2 separate regions of the Zea mays genome follow, and region 1 is linked to region 2. The links are chromatin contacts, called in public Hi-C maps. All regions are on one chromosome and are shown on one strand. The core of a region is the stretch at or near the end of the contact, and the rest is flanking DNA. Distances in the headings are between cores, read along the strand shown.

The links. A called contact is a pair of places that touch in the nucleus more often than the background predicts.
Region 1: a Hi-C map of ear shows a contact between it and region 2, with 4 times the contacts expected there. The contact joins the promoter of LOC100274804 here to the enhancer-like site in region 2. A contact is called at or near these places in 4 of 25 Hi-C or Micro-C datasets (ear, leaf, root tip and 1 more) and 1 of 3 datasets of contacts at active chromatin or transcription factors (leaf).

Annotation. Positions count from the first base shown.
Region 1 is chr5:64,794,244-64,801,277 of Zm-B73-REFERENCE-NAM-5.0, reverse strand. It overlaps LOC100274804, which reads right to left and starts at 3,965. Exons shown (of 1, transcript NM_001374278.1): 1 at 2,870-3,965. The coding sequence starts at 3,906. The coding sequence ends at 3,007. It overlaps LOC111589270 (mediator of RNA polymerase II transcription subunit 22a-like), which reads right to left and starts at 2,596. Exons shown (of 3, transcript XM_023300063.2): 1 at 2,016-2,596; 2 at 1,866-1,931; 3 at 1,127-1,540. The coding sequence starts at 2,171. The coding sequence ends at 1,526.
Region 2 is chr5:64,695,122-64,701,716 of Zm-B73-REFERENCE-NAM-5.0, reverse strand. No RefSeq gene overlaps it. Among protein-coding and RNA genes, the nearest start is that of LOC103628242, 61 kb to the right of the region's middle. Within about 2 kb of position 1,631, at least 17 of the 20 cell types and tissues checked have an H3K27ac peak or open chromatin away from gene starts, as enhancers often do. A contact at or near this core is called in ear, leaf, root tip and 1 more, where this site is marked.

The sequences.
Region 1 (7,034 bases), core at 2,716-5,215, 97 kb before region 2:
TGTTATAATTGTCCCAAAATGATATATGTAGGTCTACATAGTGTAGGAACATACCACAAAAAGTTTGGTTGCCAAAATTAAAAAAATAAAAATATACTTTGCCGAGTGTCCAAAGAATACATTCGGTAAAGAGGTCTTTGCCGAGTGCCGACCTCAGCCCTCGGCAAAGGCTGACGGCCGTCAGCTTTAGAACAGCCGCTGACGGCCCTTTGCCGAGAGCCGCCTTTTTCGAGTGTTTGTCACTCGGTAAACGTGTCTTTGCTGAGAGTTTTTTATGCCGAGTGTCCTGCACTCGGTAAATCAGCTCGTTACCGAGAGCAGGACTTTGCCGAGTGCGGCTCTCGGCAAAGGCTGCTTTGTCGAGTGCGCAAGAAAAAGCACTCGGCAAAGATGCTGACACTCGACAAAGGCCCGGATTCCGATAGTGATTGCCATAGCGAGGCGGCGGGTGCGGGGTTGCGAGGCGAGGGGCGGAACCTCGCATGGGCAGGCGGGTGCGGGCGTGGTCCTTATGGGGGCAGGCAAGGGAATCCATCGTGAAGGCTATCGGACACCGATGGAAGGGAATGGCGGGGAGTGGGCGAGGATGGCGTGGGCGCGGTCGAGCACACTATCGATGAAAGGTCTTGAGACTGACTTCAGCGGTTCCCCCTAAATTTCTCCCCCTATATTCCACTCACGTGCCACGTCAGCGTTCTTTCTCCCCCTATATCTCCACGCTCTACAACGGTTCCCCCTATATCAAACCTCTAAACCCCACTACACCAATATTATATACTTTCATCATCAACTAACTCAACTACCATCCAATATTAGTTTTATTTTTATTTGTTCTATGTACAGTACGCGGCCGTAACTTGGTCCACAATTAATTAGCAAACTTCGTAATTAGTATTAAAACTTCACAATTAATCCCCATGCCAGGTCACACCTATAACAGTATCACATTTTGCACTTCCACTTTCACATCACCATAGAGTATCCAATTTAATATTACAGACAGACATGCATCTTAGTATATTACTTCCACTGATCAGACTTTTTTTAACTTTGAGCAGCAATATTTATACCGATATATTACTCTATAAGCTTAAATATAAGAGAGTTATACATATCATAAAGTTACTTTTCAGTTTTTATAATGCGTCTAGCCATGTGAAACTTGCGTTCTCAATCTATACAAAACTTCACATACTGAAGGTCAAAGGTAAAAGAGTTTGACTTAGGACAGACCTAGAAGGACTAATATTTCACCGATACGAGGAAGCATATCCTTTATGATTCTATAGACTGCCTATCTCAAGCAGTCAAGCTATAATAAGAGTATATCACCCAACAACTTATATGTTGTACATGATATAAACTGATGACAGTGACAAAAAGAACAATTGGCTGAATTCAACTCCTCCTTGTCCTGTAAATTAACTAGATTGGAGCCAAGTTGAGCTTGTCAGAACTTAAGACCTGGAAGAAGCTCATGCATTGCTTTTATAGTATAGTACACTTGGAACAACTGTGCAGCCTTCTAGATTCTCATGCCCTAGCAGAATCACAAAAGTAAAGCAAAATTATCATTTCCAGACAAACGAGAAAGCAATAATCTGTTGCGTTTATAAGAATTAGACCATGCAATTACTTATCTCTCCTATAACCCCAATTTTGGGCACTGCAAAGGCATAACAGTCACGATGTTCTATACCAAAACGGCTTCGAAACCACGGTACATGTTTTTTTTGGGTGTCAAATATCCTCGCTCCAAAATTTTGCTAATGTATCTAGGAAATAACTAAATAGGGATGTCTGATTCAAACACAGTTTCAGAACCAAATCCGCTAACGATCGGTGGGCAGCGAGTAGGTCCATACCATGCGGGTGGCGCGCATCTCCATCTGGAAGGCCTCCTGCGAGTTGCACACTGGCGGATCGTTGACCTAACCATGGCATTCCGAGCTAGGGTTAGTGCGGAGTGCTTCAGGCTGCCAGATTCGAGGGTGAACGGAGGCGCACGGACATACTCGGGCGATGTTGATGAGGGAGGAGAAATTGTCGACGAGGCTGGAGACGTCGGCGTCTGCCTTCTGCAGTAGCGACTTCTGCTTCTGCACCGCGGCCGCCGCGACCGTGGCCGTCGGGACCGGGGCCGAGCAGGGGCCGTCGCCTGCTTTGCTCATCGCGGGTGGACCTTGAAGCTCGAATGAAGCGGATCGACGGCTACCTTCTCCGGCGGCGGATACGTCGCCCTTGCTTCGCCTCCTTCGCCCTCCGCGGAGTTTTCCTAGCGCGCGATCGTGTGGCCGAAGGAACCGACTGCGAGGGAGAAATCCGACATAGCGTGCTCATCCATTTAGCGGGAGAGAGAAGGAATCGGGAGGGGAGAGGAGGAGGAGGAGGAAGCGGGTGAAGGGTTTAGGGGCGCACTGTAGCCCCTAAATCGGCTACAGTGGTAGGGGAGGGGGAGCCAAGGGCACACCGTTGAACACAGTCTGACGACCATGAAATATTGGGATTCGACCAGCGCGGAGGCGTGAATGGCGGCGCAGAGGTGTGGCTTCCATGGAAGGGCTGGGGCGAGGGCGTGTGAGCGAGAATGGCGGGTCGCTGAGGAGTGAATGGCGGCGCGCGTTAGTGTGAAAGGCGGATCGCGGTAGCGGGCGTCGAGAATGTCGGGGCGGAGGCATTGGTGCAAATACGGAGTAGCAGAGATATACACGGTGTGAAACAAAATCATAACTAAAAGGCCATTATTGTGCCCCAAACCAGGCACACAAGGTGTTCGATTCAGACCGACTCGATCGCTGGAATGAGATCAACCCAACAACATAAGCAAAGCACGTATAATGATTCAGCAGTAAACATACACAAGCGTAACTGTACAAAAAAGCTCACGTATTTACAGAATTACAGTTACACTCATGCATCTTCATTTTTCGACGACTGCTAATCAACAAGTAAACAGCATGCATATGCTTAACTACTAATTAGTAGATTGGAGTCTGGACTCTGGAGCTAGACGATGTGGGTGTGTATGTTGAGCAGCGCAACCCTGGTCTGCACGAGGCTCCTGAACACTTTGTCGCTGCCGGCCTCCAGGCCGTCGATGCACTCCTCCAGCTCCTCCAGCCTCTCCACGAGCGCCGCCGTCTCCTTCTCCTCCTCCGGCACCTTCTTGGTGAGGCACACGAGCGCCGCAGTCCTCTTGCAGGAGCACGCGGAGGCCGACGCGGACATGGCGGCGACGGCGCCGAACAGCGCGGCCGACGCGGCGGCCGTGGCAGCGGCGGCCTCGGCCAGCAGCCCGGCCACCTCGACCTCCGCCGCGCCGCCGAGGCCGAGGCTGAGGCCGAGGCGCGAGGGCCTGCCGCCGCCGGATGCCGCGCAGGCGGCGAGCCGGGCGAGGTCCTTGGCGGCCTTCCGCTGCGACCTGAGCGCGGACGCGAGGCGCGCGCCGTCGCGGCGGCGCGCGGCGGCCAGCGCCTCGGCCACGTCCCGCTTCAGCTCCACCACGGCCTCCTGGAAGCTGCCGTGCGCGTCGGCCAGGCGGAGGAAGGCGTCCAGGAGGCGGTCGCCGGTGGCGGAGAGCGACAGCGCGGCCCGCGCCTCGGGGAGGCCGAGCAGGTCGGCGAGCGCGCCGTGGAGCGCGTCCACGCGCGCCAGGCCCGCGGCGGCGCCGGGGGCGGAGGTGGCCGGCGGGTCTTGTGCCCAGGCGCGCACGGCGCCGATGTGCGCGTGGAGGTGCGCGAGGATCGGGTGCGAGCGGCACGGCAGGCTGACGGAGCGCGCGTGGTACGCCGCGGCGGTGGAGCCCGCCGCCGCCGCCCCCGCGCGGGGCTTGGTGCCCGACGACGACGTTGATGACCTGGACGGGCTGAGTGGGAAGGAGATGGAGCGGGCGAAGCTGGGCGCCATGACTCTGCCGATCGAGCGAGCTAGCTAGCTAGCTCGTGCGCGTTCGTCTCTCTTTCTCTGTCCCTGTGTGTGCGCGCGCGCGTTCCTGGCTTATAAAGAGGCGGAGCTGGCAGGCGCACGGTGGTGTGGTACTGTTAGTTCGTGTCGGCCGAGCGTGGAGAGGAGGTGTGCGTGGGCTGGCATGTCTAGGTCTAGCGGGCGGGGCTGGGCGGGCCATGTGTCCAGTGCAGTTGAAAACGACGGAACTCGATCTGCTGGCTCCGTCACGCGCAAGTGGCAGACTATACGCGTGATCAGGATCGTTCTCGGTTTTCGGTTCGTATATTTTCCTCCTGATTTCACTTTCGGATCGTCTGAATAAAACCAGCTGCCGTTAAATATTGCAAAGCCTCTTGTGTCTTGAGATCAACCAACGATCGGGTGTCAGTGTTAGATACAAGGCAAGTGGCTTGCGTTTTTTTCCCCTTCTCTTTATACATTTTTATTTATGGGCAGGTGATCGTCTGAAGCTCTGAATAAGAATCTCTTCTCGAGAGAAAACAGATTTCTGCGCAAGGCCGTGTAAACTGATCGATGGAGGTTTAAGTAAACAGTACAGAGACGAACAGTGCGCAAGGCTAAGCTCACATTGATTTGAGCAGCTGGGAGAGAAGGATTGGACGCGTTGTGCCAAGCAAGCTTCCTGGTATATTGCCTCTCTTAGATGCGACAGTCGTCGTCGTGATGGATTAATCGATCACCAAAAAACAATTCCAAAAAAATAAAAAAAACAATTAGCACACCTACCTCCAGCTTAGCTGCTGCATATCGCCAAACACCCTAGTTTTTCAGCTAGCTTTTATAAGAATCGCTTTGTTAAAAACCGTCTAAAATCAAAATGAACATAAAATCGGTCGAATTGTCACGATAGTAGAAATCTGTTACTTTCTATATCCTAATCCCTTTGGATCACTTCATTTTCCTTCACACGTAATCTACACAATACTTAGATTTTTTCTACAACCAAATTCTTTCCATGATCAGATTCTCAGAAAAGCTGGTTATAAAAAAGTTGAACCAAACATGTCCGTCTGCAGATATGACATACTTTTTTTTTCCAGAGCAAGAGTGCACTGCGCTTAGGGCTGGCCGGAATGCGATCCTTCTCCTCACCTCCCGGATGTTCTTTCATAACACCTCCCATTTTTTTATCGCCGTACACCGGCAAAAAAAATCAATGAAATCCACTAGTACAGAGAAGTTCTATACTGGCGGTCATAAACCTATTTTTAGTGGCGTTTATCGTAACCGCCAGTGCTAGGGGCCAGTAAAAATCATCATTTTTACAGGCGGGTAACTGAAGACCGCCAGTGAAAATCGATTTTCACTGACGGTCGACGTAATAAAACCGCCAGTGCAAATCGTTTCCAGGAAACATAAAACAAATTTTAAAAATAGTAAAAAAATTTATTTGTATTAGGACCACCCCACCCGCAAGTCGCGGCATTTTTCGCGCAAAATTCGCGCGCTACGCGGTTGTTAGTAATCGAATTACCGTAGACCTCACTCTCGCGCGAACCCTCCACTACCACTCCGTCTATGACATGCCTTGTGTCTAGTTTGTAGTTGTTTTCTCCACATATTACAACCATTTGAGTATAAATTGCTTATTTGAGACCCTAAACGAATTCAAATAAAAAATTTGTCAACTACAAAGATAAATAACTTTTGAAGTTCTACAACTTTTATTTTGACACTTTTTTCATCCGAGGTAGTTTGCAAAATTTGAATTTTAAATTTGACATACTTAGATTCAATTTTTGAGAACCGAAATGAGTTCAAATGAAAAAGTTGTCAACTACAAAGTTTCATAACTTTTAGAGATCTACAACTTTTATTTTGGTGGTTTTGTCATACGAGGTCGTTTGAAAAACTCGAAAAATTAAGGATAAAAATGATTTGTAGTGGCGGTTCCTTAAGAAAACCGCCACTAGAAATCGTATTTCTACTGGCGGTTCCTTAAGAAAACCGCCACTACAAATCATGGATTTCTACTGGCGGTTTTCTTAAGGAACCGCCAGTAGAAATACGATTTCTAGTGGCGGTTTTCTTAAGGAACCGCCACTAGAAATAGCACAGTCGGTGGATAACCGGATCCGTCTGTAAAAATATATAGGTGCCGTAGGCTTTGAGCTCTTTTCTACTAGTGATCCAGGTGCAGGCGGTGCCCTGCTTTTGTGCACAATCCAGTTCACCCCTCCTCTCCCCCACTCCTTTAATGTATGTGTTTTATATATATATATATATATAGGGTGATGGTAATTGGAGCCCTGGGCTTCCATTAGTATGGGAAGCCCCAGTCAGGTATATCTACGCGCGCTCGATCTGGTTCTGGCTCGAGCGGATTGCAGCGTAAAACGTGATCTAAAACAGCGTAAATGAGTACGAAATTTAGCGTAAATCTTATATCTGTTTTGTAACAGCAAACGGGGCCTAAAATTACGGCGTAAAAATCGCATGCAGCTGATCGTGCGCGGGTTCTGGCTCGGGCGGATTCCAGCGTAAAACGTGAGCTAAAACAGCGTAAATGAGTACGAAATTTAGCGTAATTCCTATATCTGTTTTGTAACAGCAAACGGAGCCTAAAATTACGGCGTAAAAATCGTGTGCACCCGATCGTGCGCGGGTTCTGGATCGGGTGGATTTTAGCGTAAAACGTGAACCAAAACAGCGTAAATGAGTACAAATTTTATCGTAAATCATCGATCTGTTTCGTAACGACAAATGGGTCTCGAATTACGGCATGAAAATCGCCACAGGCGCTGTCTCGGGCGGATTTCGGCATAAAACGTGAACCAAAACAGCGTAAATGAGTATGAATTTTAGCGTAAATCATCGATTGATTTCGTAACGGCAAATGGGGACAAATTACGGTGTAAAAATCGTGCGCGAGTTCTGGCTCGAGCGGATTTAAGTGTAAATCGTGAACCAAAACAGCGTAAATGAGTATAAATTTTAGCGTAAATGAATAGAAATATCAGAAACAGACAAATAGATGGAAGCAGATCCATGAACTGAAATATAGGTCATAAAATCCTATTGACATTGGCATAAATATGTATACAAAATAGCATAAAAATAGGATCGCC
Region 2 (6,595 bases), core at 382-2,881:
AAGTTTTTAAGTAAAGATATATTATATCTTTAGTTCCTATTAGACCTGCTAATGGATAAAAATCCAACCTACGCCCACTCATAACCAAATAATAACTTTGATATTCATCCCACACCCATCCAAAAATATAAGAAGTAAATTAAACCCAACCATCCAATAATATTATTAACCCCAAACCAACCCGTAATTAGGTGGAAACCCCGTAGTTTCAGCTTATTGTGTCACATCAAGCCAACTGCATATACATACACTGATATACAGTGACAATTTTATAGGTAGTTTCAATGATATACAAAAACATAGTCCACGATATAAAAAACAGTGACAATAATATTATACACTGATACAAAAACAAGTTTAGTCGATAAACATTTATGTCTCGAGAGAATAACAAAAAACATATGTTAAAGATCCTTAAGGAACAATTATCTTTTTGGCAAGAAAGATAAACTAGCAGCTGTGAAAAGAGTCTCTGATCAAGCTCGAAGCTAGCAACAATGGAAGGGCACATCTAGGTAGCATCAGAAGCCCACCGAACGACGCATAAATCTCCCTAGAAGTGAAAAGAAAAGAACTATGTGTGAACGGGCCTGGGGCGACAGTGTGTTCGCTTCGTATGCAAGAGCGTGCGCCAGGGGACAGGGGCGTCGGCATCTAAGTGTGAAAGTGTCTAAGCTGGATGCGACCGTCGGTGCACGGGTGAAGACTTGGAGAGTTAGGGTTGAGTTGGGTATGTTGGGACTTGAGACTAAATTGGGAGTAGACTCGAATACAGTCATACGGTCTACGGATAGGTGAAGACCCATAGAAATCCACACCTATACAAATCCATCTACACCCATGGTTATCAACCATTTCAACCCACAATACAAAATAAACGCACCTAACTCATTAACAATTAAAACCTATCATAACCCACCAAAACAAAACTATTTCTTAAACCCACCTAAAATACCTACTTACACCTATCCCGTTTGCAGGCCTAATTCCTATAAATAAAAACGTCCTGCGTCATGCAGAGGATTATGGTATTATCACAACACGACAACATCTATACAGGTAAGCAAAGCCAGCGCGCGCCCGCACACCATGCCATACCGGCTAGTAGTGGTGGAGATGTAGCTGACCGTGTTTTAGGCCCAATACATAAAATATAGGCATCAACTGAGACTCAGCTCCACGTACCGTTGCTAGCTGTTGGTGTTGAGGTTGCTTACCAATGCATAAACTATAGCTAGTAGAGTACTCCAGTCTCCAGAGAGGTGAAGAGATTCCCTGTGTCCCCCCCAGCCCCTCGTGCGGGTTGTCGTGCGTGCGTCTTCCACCTCGCACCGATCGACGCACGCCATTCCATGCATGACAACGCAGCTCTCTGCAGGGAGGCGCCATGAGTGGCACTGGTCTGGCAGAAGGCCGAGCTCTGGTTGCAATTGTCGGCTGGGCCGCGCCTCTGGACTGGACAGCTGGAGTGGATGGATGGGTCATCGACATTGCAATGCAATGCAAGCAACTTGCATCTGGATCTCAGACCTCGCAGCTCACTGGCACTGCGGATCAATAAACAAGCAGCAAGCACAGCTTCAATGTATGTGCTGTCACTCAGCGTGCAGTCTCACTCACTGAGCCCAGCCCACGACGCGATCCGTCTCGACGGTATAGCAGTAGCAGGCTTCCTACGTAGACGCTGGCCCATCCACACCTACAGAAAAAAAGAAACCTCGGACTGCTTCAATTTATGAGCCCGGCTGGGCTCTTGCGAGCCGAGGCAGGCAGAGAACCGAAGGCCGGCCGAATCTTGTCCAACAAGGAGACAAAAAAAAACCAAACTGGGCTAGGAAAGTATTAAATCCCTACTACTAACCTGGTGCTACCGGAGCTGACACATTGTACACGCCCCACGCGCCCCTTGCCTCGGCGTCGTCATCGTCGTCCATGCAGTTACCACTGTTAAGTAACCCTAGTTAGGGTTATATGAGCTAATACCGATTTTGCCCTGAGGGGTCTCATGTCTCTATATATAGAACTTGTTGTTAGAAATATGCCCTAAAGATAATCATAGAGATGAGCATATTTTTTTGTATCCATGAGATATATATTGCTTAACTGAATATCCATGAAAGACACCCTGTATTGATTAGCAATTATGTGAATTGTTTGTGAGATTCTTTACTTGTATGGTTATTCTAAATGATGTCCCTGGTCAGAGTCGATGACTAGCACATATATTAGTTGATGACTACATTTCACAAGTCATGGACATGGAGATGTCGAACTAATAATGTGGGCGCATGTATGACATGAGGCTGGACCGACCCAATGTGAGATATTGTAATATAGTTCTCTTTTTGTAACATGTATACTGTGTCCTTAGACCTGAGATTATCGCATGTTCTCAAGATGTGGATTGACCTACTTAGGGACTATCAAACTGAAAGTCGCCAGAGGGGGGGGGGGTGAATAGGCAAATCTGAAATTTATAAAGTTTAAGTACAACTATAAGCCGAGGTTAGCGTTAGAAATAAAAGCGAGTCCGAAAGAGAGGGCGAAAACAAATCACAAGCGAATAAGAGCGGATGACACGATGATTTGTTTTACCGAGGTTCGGTTCTTACAAACCTACTCCCCGTTGAGTTGGTCACAAAGACCGGGTCTCTTTCAACCCTTTCCCTCTCTCAAACGGTCACTTAGACCGAGTGAGCTTTTCTCTTCAATCAAACAGGACACTTAGTCCACTACAAGGACCACCACAACTTGGTGTCTATTACTTTGATTACAAGTGAGTTGAGAGCAAGAATGGAGGAAGAAGAAAAGCAATCCAAGCGCAAGAGCTCAAAGAACACGACAAAACTCTCTCTTCTAGTTACTAATGCTTTTGAGTGGAATTTGGACTTAGAGAGATTTTGATTGACTCTATTTGTGTCTTGTATTGAATTCACTAGCTCTTGTATTAAATGTGTTGGTTGAATACTTGGATGCCTTGAAGTGTTGGTGGTTGGGGGGTATTTATAGCCCCAACCACCAAAGTGACAGTTGAGGAAGGCTGCTGTCGAAGGGCGCACCGGACACTATCCGGTGTGCCAGCCACATCACCCAACCGTTGGGGTTCGACTGTTGGAGCTTCTGACAACTGGGCCACCGGACAGTCCGGTGGTGCACTAGACAGATCCTGTTCACTGTCCAGTGCGCCTTCTGGCGCCTGCTCTGACTTCTGCGCACGCAGTTGCCCTGTTTATTGTTCACTGTAGACTTTTGCAGACGACCGTTTGCGCAGTTAGCCGTTGCTCCGCTGTCACACCGGACAGTCCGGTGAATTATAGCGGAGTGGCTCCCAGAAAACCCGAAGGTGGCAAGTTTGGAGTTGATCTCCCTGGTGCACCGGACAGTGTCCGGTGTGCCAGACTAGGGCAGCCTTCGGTTGTCTTTTGCTTTTTTTATTTGAACCCTTTCTTGGACTTTTTATTGGTTTGTGTTGAACCTTTGGCACCTGTAGAACTTATAGTCTAGAGCAAACTAGTTAGTCCAATAATTTGTGTTAGTCAATTCAACCACCAAAATCATTTACGAAAAGGTGTGAGCCTATTTCCCTTTCAATCTCCCCCTTTTTGGTGATTGATGCCAACACAAACCAAAGCAAATATGTAAGTGCAGAATTGGAATAGTTTGCATAAGGTAAGTGCAAAGGTTGCTTGGATTTAAACCAATATACATTTCATAAGATATGCATGGATGCTTTCTTCTATTTTAACATTTTGGACCACGCTTGCACCACTTGTTTTGTTTTTGCAAATTCTTTTGGAAATTCTTTTCAAAGTCTTTTTGCAAATGGTCAAAGGTAAATGAATAGGATTTCAAGAAGCATTTTCAAGATTTGAAATTTTCTCTCCCTGTTTCAAATGTTTTTCCTTTGACTCAACAAAACTCCCCCTCAATGAAATTCTCCTCTTAGTGTTCAAGAGGGTTTTAGATATTAATTTTGAAAGGGGGTCATATCAATTTTGAAATTATATAAAAAATAAGATATCAATTGAAAAACTTTTTTTTAAATTGAAAGACTACATTTTTGAAATTGGTGGTGGTGCGGTCCTTTTGCTTTGGGCTAATACTTTCTCCCCTTTTGGCATGAATCGCCAAAAATGGATACTTGTGAGTGAAATAAGCCCTTTTACTTTCGCTCCCCCTTTGGCAAACAATATATGAGTGAAGGATTATACCAAAGTGAAGAAAAGTGCGGAGTTACGACGAAGGATGAATAATTCGATGGAGTGGAGTGGAAGCCTTGTCTTCGCCGAAGACTCCATTTCCCTTTCAATCTATGACTTAGCATGAAATACACTTGAGAAACACATTAGTCATAGCACATGAAAGAGATATGATCAATGGTATATAAATGAGCTATGTGTGCAAGGAATCAATCAAAGTTCTTAGAATCAAGAATGTTTAGCTCATGCCTAAGTTTGGTAAATGATTTCTCATCTAATGGCTTGGTAAAGATATCAACTAATTGTTCTTTGGTGTTAATATAAGCAATCTCGATATCCCCCTGTTGTTGGTGATCCCTCAAAAAGTGATACCGAATGGCTATGTGCTTAGTGCGGCTGTGTTCAACGGGATTATCCGCCATGCGGATTGCACTCTCATTATCACATAGGAGAGGAACTTTGGTTAATTTGTAACCATAGTCCCTAAGGGTTTGCCTCATCCAAAGCAATTGCGCGCAACAATGGCCTGCGGCAATGTACTCGGCTTCAGCGGTAGAAAGAGCTACAGAATTTTGTTTCTTTGAAGCCCAAGACACCAGGGATCTTCCCAACAACTGACAAGTCCCTGATGTGCTCTTTCTATCAATTTTACACCCTGCCCAATCAACATCTGAATATCCTATTAAATCAAAAGTGGATCCCTTGTACCAAAGGCCAAACTTAGGAGTATGAACTAAATATCTCAAGATTCGTTTTCCGGCCCTAAGGTGAACTTCCTTAGGATCGGCTTGGAATCTTACACACATGCAGACGAAAAGCATAATATCCTGTCGAGATGCACATAAATAGAGTAAGGATCCTATCATCGACCGATATACCTTTTGATCTACGGATTTACCTCCCGTGTCGAGGTTGAGATGCCCATTGGTTCCCATGGGTGTCTTGATGGGCTTGCACACATGTCTTGAATGTACTTCGTTTGGCTGATGAAGGTGCCCTCTTGGAGTTGCTTGACTTGAAATCCTAAGAAATACTTCAACTCCCCCATCATAGACATCTCGAATTTTTGTACCATTATCCTACTAAACTCTTCACATGTAGATTTGTTAGTAGACCCAAATATAATATCATCAACATAAATTTGGCATACAAACAAATCATTTGCAATTGTTTTAGTAAAGAGAGTAGGATCGGCTTTTCCGACTTTGAAGCCATTAGAGATAAGAAAATCTCTTAGGCATTCATACCATGCTCTTGGGGCTTGCTTGAGCCCATAAAGCGCCTTAGAGAGTTTATAGACATGGTTAGGGTACTCACTATCTTCAAAGCCGAGAGGTTGCTCAACATAGACCTCCTCCTTGATTGGTCCATTGAGGAAGGCACTTTTCACGTCCATTTGGTAAAGCTTAAAGCCATGGTAAGTAGCATAGGCAAGTAATATACGAATTGACTCAAGCCTAGCTATGGGTGCATAGGTTTCATCGAAATCCAAACCTTCGACTTGTGAATATCCCTTGGCCACAAGTCGGACTTTGTTCCTTATTGCCACACCATGCTCATCTTGCTTGTTGCGGAAGACCAACTTGGTTCCTACAACATTTTGATTAGGACGTGGAACTAAATGCCATACCTCATTCCTCGTGAAGTTGTTGAGTTCCTCTTGCATCGCCAACACCCAATCTGAATCCCTTAATGCGTCTTCCACCCTGTATGGCTCAATAGAAGACACAAAGGAGTAATGTTCACAAAAATGAGCAACACGAGATCGAGTGGTTACCCCCTTATGGATATCGCCGAGGATGGAGTTCACGGGGTGATCTCGTTGTATTGCTTGGTGGACTCTTGGATGTGACGGTCTTGGATCCTCATCATCTTCCTTGTCTTGATTATTGGCATCTCCCCCTTGATCATTGTCCTCCTCTTGAGGTGGCTCTTCTTGATCTTCATTTTCATCATCTTGAGCTTGATCCTCATCTTGGGTTGGTGGAGATGCTTGATTTGAAGATGATGGTTGATCTTGTGCATGTGGAGGCTCTTCGGATTCCTTAGGACACACATCCCCAATGGACATGTTCCTTAGCGCGACGCACAGAGCCTCTTCATCATCTAGCTCATCAAGATCAACTTGCTCTACTTGAGAGCCGTTAGTCTCATCAAACACAATGTCACAAGAAACTTCAACTAGTCCAGTGGACTTGTTAAAGACTCTATATGCCCTTGTGTTTGAATCATAACCAAGTAAAAAGCCTTCTACAGCCTTAGGAGCAAATTTAGATTTTCTACCTCTTTTAACAAGAATAAAGCATTTGCTACCAAAGACTCTAAAATATGAAACATTGGGCTTTTTACCGGTGAGGAGTTCATACGATGTCTTCTTGAGGATTCGGTGAAGGTAG